Regions from separate parts of the Oryzias latipes genome. Here region 1 is linked to region 2. A link is a contact called in public Hi-C data. All regions are on one chromosome and are shown on one strand. The core of a region is the stretch at or near the end of the contact, and the rest is flanking DNA. Distances in the headings are between cores, read along the strand shown.

Region 1 (6,942 bases), core at 2,840-5,339, 59 kb after region 2:
AGGGTTTGAAACTCAACTCAAACGATCAAACAAGGAATCGTCAGCTTCAGGTGATGGCAAAACAAAATGATGAAACATTTGTCATTTAAATGAAAGATTAGGGATAAATTGATCAGCCTGTGAGGTCCCTTTGAAACCAGCTTTCTTCTACGATCCTGCACCAACTAACTAAACTGTGTTGTGAGCGCTTAAACACAGGAAATTCAGTCCTTACTAACTAGATTAGCACAAGCATTGTTATCTTGCACTTCCTCCCTCCTGACAGGGCATTTTGAACAGTTTAATAGTCCCTCTGGTGCTGAAACTGAAGCAGTAAGAAGTGTCACGGAGCATCCAGGAGGGTCCAGTCTGCCTCAGACCTCTGACAGCAGCATCCAAAAGGTTAAAGTAGGATTAAAAGTAAAACCTTGGATATTTGGGGTCCATTCAAGGCGCACAAAACAAGCAGGGGGCGTCCTGATTCTTTTTTTTTAAGGGGTGGATCAGAGATACAGTAACAGGATCCAGTGCAGCTCTCCTGAGCCCTGCAGCGTAAACAAACAGCAGAGACAGAGCAGGGCGCGCGCACAGAAGCCACACACAGACGGTGTGGGGAAGGACGCTCAGACAAGGCGCTCTGCCCAGGCACAGCTCACCTCCAGGGCACGCACACTCACACAGCCTCATCACATTACTGTCTGTCTCTGGTTTCACCGGCTCAAGCTGTCCCTGCACAAAAGCCTGGCCGCTCAGCCCTTCTGCTGGCGCACACCAATATGGATCTTTTACGCACGGTCATCGAGGGTCCAAATGGAGTCTTCACAGATTATAATCTGATATTTGACAAGGACAGTTTTATTTTCTAACGCAACAAATTTTCATGTTGTGTAGCTGTGTCTTCAAGGAAATGCATTCCCCCCAGAAAAGAAGAGTTTGTTTTAATTTTCACAGACAGAGCCTCGGTTAATTGCCTTTGGTGCGTCTTTAGCCCCGCGAGGTGAGCTGCAAAACGACAAAGATTCCAGTCAGAGTCCAAAAATCGATACTTCTACAACCCCCCAGAAACAGAAATAAAAAGCACATTTCTGAGACCAAGCACGCGGAGAGGACGAGCAGTTCCTCCGCCAGCGTCGGAGAGCGCCCTAACGCTAGATGGCGCGGTTTCACGCGCAATGGGCGTGATCGGCTGTGTCCACACACCATGCACGCGCGTGCATGTGCCCCATGAGTTAGAAATACGCCAGATCGAGCCGTTTTGGCTCTTAAATTACTCTCAAGCCATTTTTTTAATCTTTTGTGCATTTTTAAATGCTTGCTGGAAGTTTGTTTGCCCACTTACTTGCACTCCCGGTCCTCCAGATCAAAATGCGGGTTGAAATTGATGAAGATCCGCAGGTGAGGACCAGGCGCCGTGATCACCCAGGTGCACCTCTGGGAGGCGGGGTAACTACTGGGGTATCCGGGCGAGGTGAGGTAGCTGGCGCTGGAGATTCTGATGTTGCCCCCACATTTATCTGAGGAGTCAGACGCACAAAGGCTGAGCTCAGAGCCCTCCTCGTGTTTACAAACAAACTTCTACATTTTTCTTGTGCGCATTTTTTCCCCAAAAAGAATAAAGTCTTTCTTTTACTCCCAGATTTAATTTTAATTTGGAGGAAATCGTTCCAGACATGCGCACAGTCCTGCCGACAGTGCAGCTGGATTTAAACTAATTAACAAACAATGTGGGTTTATTTATCAATGCTTAGGCATGCAAGTAAAAAAAAAAACTGGAAAAGATACGTTTTTTCACATGACAAAAAAGCAAATTCAGGTGTTTGGAATACGCAATTTAAACATTTGAACAAGATAAAAGTGTGAATTTAAGGCACATCTGTTGCTTTTAACTTAAATTCGTTCGAAAACTCATAGTCTTATCATACACCTCTTTTAAAATAGGTTTTATGGGCTTTTACATGTTGCAATACCAATTATGCGCAGAAATGTAAAAAAAGTCAAAAAAATTCTGAAGAAATTTAAAAGAAAATTTTTTCTTCCTTTTTCCGATCAATTTGCGCCAAATCAGAAAAAACAAACTCAAAATGTTAAGAAGAACATAAAGAACAACTTAGAATCAAGGGAGCGACATTAAGGTATTAAGAGAATAATCACTAAGGAATGCTTAGTTGGGACAATACAAAGCTTTCTTTAGGCGGTGTCAGTGCGTGCAGGTAAGCATTGAGTTTGCCCACAGATCAGCGGAGATCAGAGGGAGCTAATCTTTAAAAAAAATAGTGGAATTAGTGGCTTTCCAGAGTACATAAAAGCTTTATTTGAAAAGATATCAAATGACACACTTACCTTTTTCCAAAGCCTTGACCACCAGGAGGATTCCCATTAACAGGATAAAAACTAATCCACAATGCATCCTTGTTTTGTCGCCCAAAAGAATAAAATCAAACATCCAAAGAAAAAGACAAAGGAACGAAAAAAGCATCCAAAATCCTCCAAAAGTTTTTTTTAAAGTTTAATTTGTCAACATAAAGTGCCTCTTTTTGAGAAAAGTTGGAGCTGATGTGAGCCCGAGCTCAGGTGGCTGGCATCCTGTCTTTCAGCTCCTGTCTCCTATCGTTTGCGCGCGGTGTGCCATATCCTCTCCAAAGATGCGCCAAAGAAAGAAAAGAAAAGGGAAAAAAAGAAATAAGGGTCTCCACCTTGCTTTCTTACTCCTTCTTCAGTTGATGCCCAGGCGGGCTGCAGTCCTTGGCTGTGGAAGGGAAATACAGTTCAAAGGATAAATATATTGAGGGAGGAAATGGTGAATGCGCAACCACCGTGCGCCCTGGACGGTTTTCCCCCTCAAATATCTGGAAACACCCGTCTGTTAAAGATAAGGCGCGAGGCTGATCATTCTCCCGGACTCAGAGAGGCTGAAGACTGGTTTGATGAGGGCTGACTTGGGTCTGAAAAGCCCCGTGCCGTCGTGCGTAAGAGATGTCTCAGACTGAGGCTCGGCGCGCCAGCGGTGCGTTAAGTGACATGGCTCTCTCGCTCGTTTCTTTCTCTCCTGCCCCCTCCTTCCCTCCCTCCCACTTTCCTTTCTTACAAAAAAGAAGCAGGCAGCATGAATGGGAGGTGTAGTGGTACAACTGGACCCCCCGTCGGAGGTAGTAGCCAACACAAACTGGCCAGTTTTACAAAAAAACGCGACCCAAGTCTCATTTTCAAATGATTAAATTATCTCCTCGATAAGTTGTATTATGTTTCTGATCACAAAAGAAAACAAAATATAACAAAGTGCTATGTGTTTTGTGTGTTTTTTCTTGGAAATGCACACCTTTTAGCGCCATTTCTTCCACTATTCTTCAAAGCTTTCACTATTATTTCTATTGTTTTAGTCTGTTTCATTTGATAAAAATAAATAAAACTTATTTTCCACTTTTTAGGCTCCAAGACAGGAAAATGACTAAAAGGTCATCCCAAATATTTTGGTTCCAAATCCCACAAAGCACAACAGATTAAATTACAGATTAAATGAAGAATCTCCAGTTTTGACTATAAAACTTTTTAAATTAAGACAAAATTCTGTTGGGTTCTTCATATTGTGGAATAAAAACAAATATTCACCTGCGTCTCGAGGACTCCCAGACCCGTAGGCATCCGGCCCTCCTCTCTCCACTCCCCACATGCGTGTCTCCACGATCCCACGGTTCTTTTAGAATGGCAACACGTCCAATCCAGAGGTTTTCAACAACAATTTAACTTGTTCCTAGCCTCCCCATGCAGACTCTCCCTCCCCAACAGCGTGGAGCGGCGCAGCGCAGACGCGCAGCCGGGTATACCCGCTCTGTTCTCCGCGCACAGACACGTCTCCTCCCCCGTTGATCCTCCGTCTTTCACTCTGCGCTGTCACATCCCAAATCCAGCTACAGCGAGGGAAGAAAGGGAGGATTCCTGCGCGCGTGGGGAGGTACAAAGAATGCGCAATATATCAAAAAAATAAAAGTCCTCACATTTAAGTTTCCTCCATTATTTTTTGCCCACCTTCTCTCCTTTTCTGTTCATCCGCTCCCGATTCAGAGACCGATGAAAATGTGGAGGGGGGGGCTCGCTTGAGTCTTTGCCCGTCCCACACGCCCCCTTTTTACGCACGCTCGTGTGCGAGGCGCGTGCGTCTCGCGGTCGATATGCAGATTTCCCTCAGCTGCCTCAACCTGACGCTCCCAGGAAAACATGAAATGCGCCCCTGACTCATCCCGAATCCGATCCGCCTTCTACTTCCTGAGCTCCCAAGCAATCCCCCCGCGGCTCCATATACATGTGTGATAAACACGATTGCTGCAGGAATACTTCGGGATCTTATTCAAACTGCCGATTGGATCTCCAGTTCCCTCGGAGCGCGGAGATAAAGAATATTAAGACGCGCGCAAAGGTCGCCACAGCGCGCCACACGCAGATACTCCCTTTGGAATATTGGATATATTTTTCTGAATGCGCAACTGTGCGTCGGCAGGGGCCCAGAGTTTCTTATCCTGCTGACAGTTTATGTTGTTGCAGACAACACAGATGTCTGTTTGCTTCAGCTTGAAAAAAAAAGTGACTGCATATGCTATTTTGAGCTAAATCTGTTGACACCGCTGGTATGCGGAGCCACATCAAACAGGGGAATGGAACAGAAGCCGCGCTGCTTTCTGGATTCATCACGAGTTGAGATAGCAGCACATTGTATGGGGTGGAGGGGTGGGTGGAGACAAAGTTTTTAAAAAGGAACCAGCTTCTTTGCTCCATTTTAAATCTTTTTGTGCAACTTTAATAACTGAGACTGAGACAGGAAGGACCTGCTCCGAAATCTCTCCTGGACTCGAAAGAGTTAAAAGTCCGGCGCTCTCATTGCGTGAGCTCAATTGACTCCAATAAAGAGACCTCCGGCTGCTGGGCTCCTGGTTCTGACCTGAAGGGGGCAGCAGAGCAGGCAAACTAAACCAGTGCTCCCTGAATTAGTCACATCCGTTTTTAAGAGAAAAAAAGAACAAAACGTTTTTAAAATGTAATGTGTAAAATTTTTGAGTAAAAATTCACATTTTTAACCATCAATTATAAAAAACAAAGAATTGAGGATAAAGATAGCACAAGGTGATGTTTTTCATCTTGGATCAAGGGATTCTACACTGCTTCCAGCCTCAGTAAAGTATTTTCTGCAGTATAAAGCGCACTGAGTCAACAGTGTGCCTTATTAATTGGACAAACTCTGGTCATGTTTACTGATGTCAACATGACCAGAGATGTACACAACTCCCTGTCAAAATGTTCACCTTTCAGCATATCCTGTCAGGGGTCGCCACAGCACATCAGCCTTCGATAATTAGCACAGGTGGTTTGGCAGAGATGTTTATGCCTGATGCCTTGCCTTCCTGTATTTTATCCGGGCTGGGGACCGGCACAGGGACACCCAGAGCTGAGACTCCTTGTGGCAGTAGAAGCAATCTGAATGAAACTCATTGGGGAGTTGGACCCTGATTTCCCGTGTCCCAGTCCCCGCACTTATAAACAACTGAGCCATTTAGTTGGTACGCATCTCAAAAAAAATGGTATCAATCTGTACTTTTTATGAGTTGGGTGTAATTTTGACCACGGGTACATGTAGCGGTGTTGGAGTGTTTTTTTGAAGGGTTTCTGTTGATAGTTATCATAGTCACAGTAACGTTTGCTTTAGCTGTATTCGTTTTTTTACTTATTGCAAACATGCTTAGGTGTTATTGTAAATGTGCTTACGCAGCTAGTGGGTAGCGTTTTTTTGCGTGTTGCAAACACATTTTAGCAATGAATAAAGTCTGACTTGCTGACAGACTCATCTATGACTCTTTGTCTCACTCATTGCTCCTTATTTATGACATAAGTAAAAAAAAAATCGACCATTCACGGAGTGCCCGATAGTTCAGAAAATAGGGCAATTCTCTTTCTATCTAATAACAGTTGAAATTTAGCGGGTTTCTCTGACAAAGGCAGTATAATCAGGATAACGGAGGAACAGCGGCTGAGAGTCACTTCACAAGGAGCCACCGGTGCCGTATCTACACTGACGGAACAGTAAAAGAGCCGTTTAAAGGATTGGGATCTTCACACAGATTTATGGTGATCTTTAGCAGAGCCGGATAAATAATTGCCTCCAGCACAAAAGCAGACATTTTATGGCCCCTGTGAGCAGCTGGTTTGATTTCATTAGTCGGACTGTTATTCAGCTAAAAGCATGACGACAGACAGTCTTCTTTTCTGATTTAATATCAACTGCTTAGAGTAAAGATGTTTCGTTTTTGGGGGTATCTGCAGCTCTGTCTACAAGTGTTTGGTTTGTTTATCAATCCAGACTGTTAAGTTCTAGAATGGAGTTTATCCTCCTAGGTACGGCAGAAGCCAAGAACATCTAAACTTTGAACAATTGAGCACCAGTCTGCCTTAAAAAGAGCGCATGCATTAACTTACAAGTGAATTGTGATGTGGGTTAGTGGTGGTGTAAATGCAGTGGAGTAAAGAGCTGAAATGAACCAAATAGACAGAGTACTTGCAAGTGAAAAAATAACAGCTATAAGTGTAAATATACAGAATAAATTGTATAAAAGTAGGAAACGTGTCTGTCAGGTAAACATCAACATTTCATACTTGGAAGAGAAGCGAGACCTGCTGGTTTTTGTCTTCATGGTGCTTGGTTTTTATGTAATACTTCTATGGTTTGTTATTACGAGTTTTCTGGTACTTACCTTTTGAGCACCTTCAACTCATGTGGTAAGTTTATGTGTATTTCCTGGTAATTACCATAAGTACCATATAAATACCCAGTAAGTACCGTACTGTAAAATATAGCATTATTATGCTTTTTTCTTCAGGGTCAAAACTCAATTGTGCCCTTAATGACCGCTCAGCTAACCCTAACCTAACAAAATGAAAGACGTTTTTTAGTATTTTCTGCCAAATCGAACTTAATCTGAG
Region 2 (7,648 bases), core at 1,274-3,773:
TATAGGAGAAACCTACAAATGAAAAAAACAAACATAAGAACTGGTTCATGCTCATCATTGGAGACTGCTGGTTAATGGGAAGTGCAGGGTCAGGAATTTATGGGAGCAGAAGAGTAGGGATGAAAGAGAGCTGCATAGCTGGCTATTAGGCGCTTTAGAAGCAGGTGTGTGCAGATCAGTTTCTGGTGAGGGAGCATTAGCCCTCTCCTGTGAGTTTCCAGAGGTGGAGACGATAAGAGACAGATTGAGGAGAGAGGTGGGAGCTACAGGTGCAGCTAATTGGAGTTGTAACGAAGCCAGCACACAAGTGGATGCGCGGGTGCTAGCAAACATGCGTGCAAGAATGCGTGCAAGAGTGCACACACCCACATAAACAGCACATTAGCTGCAGAGAGGAGAAAAGGTGACATTTAATCGAGGGTAGTGCCAAAGCAGAGTGGGGGATGGCATTGGGGGCAAAAGGGGGAGGATGGTCGCAGTCTCATGAAGGCGATGTTAGCACCTGTCACATCGTAGTCATCACCTGTGCCGCTGTGGCAGTTCGCCTGGTCGTCGTCACACTCGTCAGATGGGGTTGTGCTCGGCATGGTAGGAGGGAGTGTAGGAGCTGAAGGATGAAGAATTTAAACATGGATCAGCGTGGAGGCTGAGGGTGAGGATTTCATCAATGGATACACATTATTTCACCATTTAGTTGAGTTGGCTACGTGGAAATTGTTTCATTCAAGGTTATCAGCAGTACGTTTTGTTTTCCACATCACTGAACCAAACTACCGTATTTGCTCTATAAGGCTCACCAGATTATAAGATGCACTTTCAATGAATGGTTTATTTTTGAAGTTGTGTCATATTAAAGCACACAGAACTATAAGGCGGATTAAGCGAGACAAAAGAGTCAGAAATAATTCCATCAGTCATTCAGACTTTATTGATAGCGTTCACAGTAATTCTAGAACTTGTCGGTAACATGCTACACGTTAGGCGCGTTAGCATAATCACAACACCTGTAACTCCCAAACTTGATTGCAACATGAAAAAAACAGACTTATACCACTAATTGTCACGTCCCACAGCTACCTCGTACATTTTGTGCATTTTCCACATTTGGAATTTCAAGCTTTCATGATACATGAGTGATATACGCAATCCATCAATCATCAATGTGCCCAGATGTCCATTGAGGGTTTCGGCCGACGGGTCTTTACGCAAATTCAGTTTTAAGCTGTTGTAAATTTTTGGGCAGTTAAGAATTGTGCAGTGTATGCATATTTTACATAGTTTATATGCAATTGTTACGTAAACCTTACACAATTGTGTGGCAAATTTGTGGTTTTCCACGACTGTCCCAGGTATATCCACGTATGTCTAACAGGCTTTTCACGCATGTACCACTGATGCATAACTTTTATATCACGTATACGTCGCATATCACATTCAATTTACGTAATTGACACACTAATGAATTCCATAAAAACAGTGCAATAATCACACACGGTTTATGTCCTATTTACGTGTTTTTTGTGTGGTTTATTCGTACTTCTTCCGTGGTTTTAACTTGGTTCATTTGTGACACATCAGTGCACCAGGCGCAAAATGTACATAGTGGCAGTGTGACACGGCCTTAAAACGAACGTTGTTGTGACTACGCTAACTCCCAACCTTGTTAGTAACACATAAAGAAAACACAGTCCGGCATAGCTACACATTAGCTAGTGTACAGTAGCTGTGTCGTTGGTGTATTCACAATAACGCCTAACCTTGTTTGCAACTTGTACAAAAAAACAGACCAAGATTTTGAGAGAGCGCTGTGTACCTCTTAAAAATGTTTCCATATCTGTTTACATCTATATGTAAGGCATTTTGGATTATAAGGCTTACTGTCATTTTTAGAAAAAAATTAAGGCTTTTAAGTGCACCTTATAGTGTGGAAAATATGCTATAAGGCCTTAGAAACTGCAGGTGTTTGCTGCAAAAGTAGTTTCTTTCATGTAAAAAGGATAAACGTTGCATTTTTTAACATGGCAGCAAGAAATGAACATAACAGGCAATAATATATTCCTGCTGTTAAATTCCTCCTATAACCAAGTTGTGGGTGTATAAATAGTGACAACTGACGCTAATGCATGGTGCTTGGGCGGGTAAAAAACCAGACTGTGTATAGGCAGGGCCGATGTGGCCTGTCATTAGAGCCTGGTTCACTGAAATGTGGCCGACGGCCGAGATCCGATCTACGCTCCGCTGCTGCACAGCCACCCTGCAGTGTGTGTGCGCTTTGCTGAATGTTTTCACTAACTGAGTAACGATTAGGCTTCCACAGTACAGGTGGAAGAAAAAGAAGGAGCAGCAAGAGAGGCACAGACAGATTGGGGTAAGCTGTATGAAAAATGTGGATTTGTGTTTGTGTGTCCATGTGTGTGTGCTCCTGTTCCCGCCCTCTCCTAGATGAAAAATGAGGCAGATCAGCCCCTGTCAGATTGAGGGTGGGAGAGGTCGAGGATGGGGTCAACGCTGCGTCAGGGGAGCCCCCTCACAGAAATGAGGGTTTAGCCCTTCTGCTGTGGCTTGCTAAACACACAAACACGCGGACGGGCACCTTCCATTGTACTTCTGCAGCCACCAATTTGGAGTGGTGATGGTGGTTTTTTCCCCAGTGTGCACCTCTCCGTATGTGTGTTCAGCATTAACACCTAAGACAAGCATTATCGTGTGACTAAAGCTCCCGGTGGGAGCCCACGAGGCTTACAAGAGAATGGGCCTTCCTGAAATCCAATATGTAAATCCACTTAGAGCGAACACGCTCCTGCATCACTGAGCCGCTTCTGTGCTTCATCAGCTTTAAGAGGGACAGATAAGAAAGAAAAAACAAGGGTAATTTCAAACACTGCAAAGTGTGTGCTGGTCCTTTGAAAGACGAAAAGACAAAGCAGCAGCTGCGACGAGCTTGATGAGGACCAGGCTGCCGTTAACCGAGCTGGTCAGGTGTCCTTTTTATGCTTTCATTTGATTCCCTCCGGAAGAAGCTACCTGTAGGGGCAGCTTTGATCAAACGAGGGGAAATCTTTCCTGTTTGGATAAAGAGCACAAGCTGAATAATTGTGTGTTTAACAGACGGACCCTCAGGTACATTTTTAAATAACCATGTAAGGTGATGACAGATCTGGTATACTTAAAAAACCTTCATTCCTACAAGGGCTTCTTCGACTGAAACAAAGTTTAATTCCTACTTTATTTGGGTAAGCGTGAAAGGGGAGTTGGAATGTGGTAGGCCTTAGGGGTTGACCCACATGGTTCTATGGGTTTTTAGGGTTTCCGGGCCTGTGGAGGGTCGTAGAAAGGAGTGGCCCTATCCTAAAGGGAGCACAGGGGTGTCTTGTAGTACTTTTGATGCTCGCGCAGGCACCTAAAGGGACATCATGAGAATGGAACTTCTTAGTTTCTAGCAGCCAGGCTTCATGCTTATCGCTTAAACAGAAATTACGGGCCTCCTTGCACAGTGCGAAGAGTTCAAGTAGGTTTAGAAAATAAATAATCCATACAACATTCCTGTGTATCACCTACTTCACCCTTACTGACCATTGCGTATTAAGTGTTTGCTGTCGCTTGCAGCGTGACCGTAGAAAAGAAAAAGTTCATGAACATTTTCACTCTACAGGCTCACCAAGTGGTCAACAATCTTAAAATTTCATGCGGGCTATGCCCTGTACAGGTTTGCCCATTTTTCATCCGCAGACGCCCCATATCCAACTGTAAGGCCAGTTGTGATTAAGGTTTCTCAGCATTGCCTACCCCTCTGCGCTGAGTGGGTCTGTCCTGTTCTGAGCCTGAATCAGAACTTTGTGGTTAGAAGATTGTAATTTCTTTTTAATGTTTTGACATTCGTACTGGTTTAAAGGTTTTTCTCCAATAATAAAGGTTTTTCTCCAAAAAAGAAAATATAGAGACCAGAGAGAACCAAACATTTGACTGATGATTGCATGTTCTTCCTGCTTACCTTCGACTTCACAGCCCAGCAGCTCGAGTCGTAGGCCCATTCCGGCAGGAGGTGACCTATCCGGATAAATCCTGATGAAACGGGTCAGCAGGGGCTCCACTGTCCTCAGCTCAGGAGTGTCATAATTGCTGTTACCTTCAAATATCTGTCAGAGAAAGCAACAACAATGTTATATTTCTCTTCATCTTTCTAAGTTCTTAAGTGACATGCAAAGATGAAGAATCATGGGTTTGAGGGGGAAGGGGGGATACAATAATGGAAACCTAACCTATGAGAACTCTAAAGAACCAAAAAAAGAAAAAGCAAGTTTCTTTAATTTAAGCTTAAACTTTTAACAAGGCAAAGACAATATTGAAGGAGAAAGAGGCTCAAAGCAAACGTAAGACAGAGATAGAGGATTGATGGATGTGGATTAATGGATGTGATCACGTGAAGGATCCCAGAGAGCTTTGAATGCTGTGCAGAAACACAGCTAACCAGGACAGGCTGGATATGGATTCCCCTCACTCCCTTTATAAATCAACCCAGCACCCATCTTGATCAGATTTATGCCCTGCCAGAAACACTTGTAATTGGGGACAGGCCCTTCTTGAAAATGTGCGTGGCCGGCCGCATACCCCTGATAGGTGTCTTTTGTTTTTATATATGCGTCCAATGAGAAAAGCATTTCTTCTTTCCACAGAGTGATGCTGGCAGATAAATCTACGATTGCTTCTCTCTGAGTTTCACATCATTTCCTCTCTTGTCTTTGGTCTCCCGTTTTCTCTGGACTCTTCCCATCCCGCTCTCCTCTGGGGAGATTTCACCATCCATACGAAAGGCTGAACGGTGTGTGTTGAGCAGAATACAAAGCAGGAAACTGAGAAAAGGCCTCTGAGAGATTTCAGATGCTTATCCTAATGTGATTCAGCGCACTGCTGAAATTGACTTACAATAAGTGACTCATAACTGCGAGACGCAACGTCCCACTGACCGAACTGCGTCAAAACAGAAATCAATCCCCTGAGGGAAAGTTGAAATACCCGTTTTTCAATTTTGCTCTTTGAATATTGTACTTGTGTTGGAAAATCAAACTATCCATCCATTCATTTTCTAAACCTGCTCATTCCTGTTTGAGGTCATGGGGTTGCTGGAGGCTATCCAGCCGCAGTTAGGTGAAGGTGGGGTACACCCTGGACATGTTGGAAAATCAAACCATCCTAATCAAACCTGAATTAACACCCAATTGCACACCAAGTAGGCCACAAGGAGGCACAGTGGTTCGTGCTCTTGCCTCACAGCAAGAAGGCCCTGGTTCAAATTCTTTCTCCAGGTACTCTGGTTTCTTCAGACAATCCCAAAAACATGCTCTAACCCCATGACCCTGAAAGGCCTGGATGGATAGACACAGAGTCAGACCTACCTTTGGCTTGTTCCCAGTGGGGTCCAACACCATCCTCCAGTCAGAGCCGTTGCTGCTGTAGCCCAGGCGGAACTTCTTCATGAACACCTTGTTGTCACGGTGCATTCCTCCCTGGATGATCAACCCTTTCACTCGCTTCTCCTCCCCCAGATCCACCTGCAGCCACTCTTTGCTGAAGGGCTGCGGCTGGGGCAGCAGGGTCCACCCCGTCCTGCTGGTGAGGAGCCGGGCGTTCTCAGGTACCCAGTTCCTGTCGGTGTGGGACGATGCAGTGATCTGGCTGTCGGCGATCAAGCCTGATACCATTCCCAGCATGCCAGAACACGGATACTCTGTCCGATAAAACAAGATGAATTAACTCTTTGATGTAAGCCACTGAGACAAACTCAAAAAAAACTTTATCCAAAAGCTGGAGGTTCAGCATTATTTATTAAACCATCAGTCAAGTTTTAGTAGGACTCATGCAGGGAAGCAGGGACAGCCAAAGCCAAAGAGAGAAGGACCTTTCCTCAAATTCCTTGTGATGTTACTGTGATCTCTTTTTCTCTCTGTCTGCAGATCTCATGCATTCCCCTTGAAGCTGTTGTCTCCAAGCAGCCAATTAAAAGGCTCACCTTGGTTTCTGCTTCTACCTCCTGCATTCTGAGGGACCTAATTCTTTTCATCTCTCTCCTTCCCTCTCTCCTGACAAGCCTTTTCTCACAACACTTTGTGTTTTATCTGCAGCACTCATCGCTGCTCTACCTGTCAACATCTGTGAGATCAAAACTTAGTGTCCACTTAGTGTCCTGCATGTTTCCTCTTATCCAATCTCATTTTAGATCCTCATAAGCACTTAGAAGTTAGACAGCCGTCTTGAAATTTATCCTGATTTTTTGGACTTAACATCCTTCTGTCTGAAGCTACGTTCTGCCGCCCTCGACAAAGCGCTTTCAAGTGGTCACTACCAATGAGAAGTCTATACAAATGCGTGCTTTGGGCATCCGGGTTTAAAAAAATGGTCTTCACTTATAGCTATGCAAGTTTCTACAACTGTTTTTCAAGCTCCAAAGACAAAATGTGCAGCTATTGAACGCACCCTGAAAGTTAAACCAAGTTGAACTTTGACCAAACGGAAACTCGTATGGTAGTGATGAATGAATGGGGTTCCTATTCATTCAGCCAGTCATTGGAAAATTGATCATGGAGGACAAATTATTAATTGCAGTGGGGAACTGCCTAAATTATTGGACACCAAGTTTTTATATATATCGAAATAAAACTATGAACGAATAAGATTCACAAGATTTGCAACTTATTGACATTTTGCACTAAGCCTCTTCCAACTGCAGGTGCAGTTAAGCACGTCCTTGAACGCACGTCACATGCTCAATGTAAACATAGCATAAGCATGATGTAAGCATTTGCATTCTGATTTGATTTTTCATTTTTTTTACATTGAATTTTTGTCCAACTTCACAGAAAATTGAATAAAAAAAACGCCTAAATGATTTTTTTTTTATAATTTCCTTTGCAAACTTATAAAAAAACTGTTTCTGCATCTTAGCAAAAGCAACAAACACTGTTAATGTGGAAAAAACTTTCTTTGGTGTTTGGCCAGCGTCTGCTTGACAAGATCAGAGGAGCTAGCCTCTGGCTTTGAAGAGGGAGGATATATGTGACAGGTACCCGCATGTGATTGAGAGTGTGGGAGAGAGGAAGACTGATTTAGCCACTCAGGCGAACTCCACGGATCATCTGGAGCTGTTAATCAACATCAGCTGCAGAGGCTGCAGAGATGGCAGGACACACCCAGCGGAGGGCAAGAGCTGGTGTTTATGTTTGTGGATGTGGAGGAGATGTGGGCCACGTGCAGAGTTAGGGTGGAGAGTGCTGCTTGATCAGATATTTATACATTAAAAGCACAAGTCAGTCAATCTTTTTATTTTAATAAGTAGGGGGTGTGATGGAGGGATGTGGTGTTACATTTAGGGATTCAGGTCATCATGAGATCAAAAGTCATGATGATCAGAGAAAAAAAGATTAATTTAAAGTTCCACGCCCATCAGTTTTTGAGCTATTTCAAAAGCATTTCTGACAATCTTTTAATTATAAATATGCTGTTTTTTTAGCCCCCCCCCCCCCCCCCCCCCCCCCCAACAAAAAAACAGATTGTTTTCTAATAGTTCAACAGAAATTCACCTCTGAGTTGTGAGCAGGACAGTTGGCGCAGAGGGACCCAACCCCCCCTATTTATTTCCCTTCCCATTTCAGAA

Evidence for each region. Hi-C and Micro-C count contacts between places; a contact is called where the count stands out from the background.
Region 1: a contact with region 2 is called in a Hi-C map of embryo, with 1.8 times the contacts expected there. The contact joins the promoter of nrp1 here to the enhancer-like site in region 2. A contact is called at or near these places in 2 of 5 Hi-C or Micro-C datasets (embryo and fibroblasts).

Annotation. Positions count from the first base shown.
Region 1 is chr20:8,405,173-8,412,114 of ASM223467v1, forward strand. It overlaps nrp1 (neuropilin-1), which reads right to left and starts at 4,090. Exons shown (of 19, transcript XM_023950444.1): 1 at 4,003-4,090; 2 at 3,586-3,912; 3 at 2,320-2,725; 4 at 1,319-1,493. The coding sequence starts at 2,455.
Region 2 is chr20:8,348,043-8,355,690 of ASM223467v1, forward strand. It overlaps nrp1 (neuropilin-1), which reads right to left. Exons shown (of 19, transcript XM_023950444.1): 11 at 5,394-5,725; 12 at 3,992-4,136; 13 at 503-607. Among protein-coding and RNA genes, the nearest start is that of itgb1, 19 kb to the left of the region's middle. Within about 2 kb of position 2,524, at least 1 of the 8 cell types and tissues checked has an H3K27ac peak or open chromatin away from gene starts, as enhancers often do.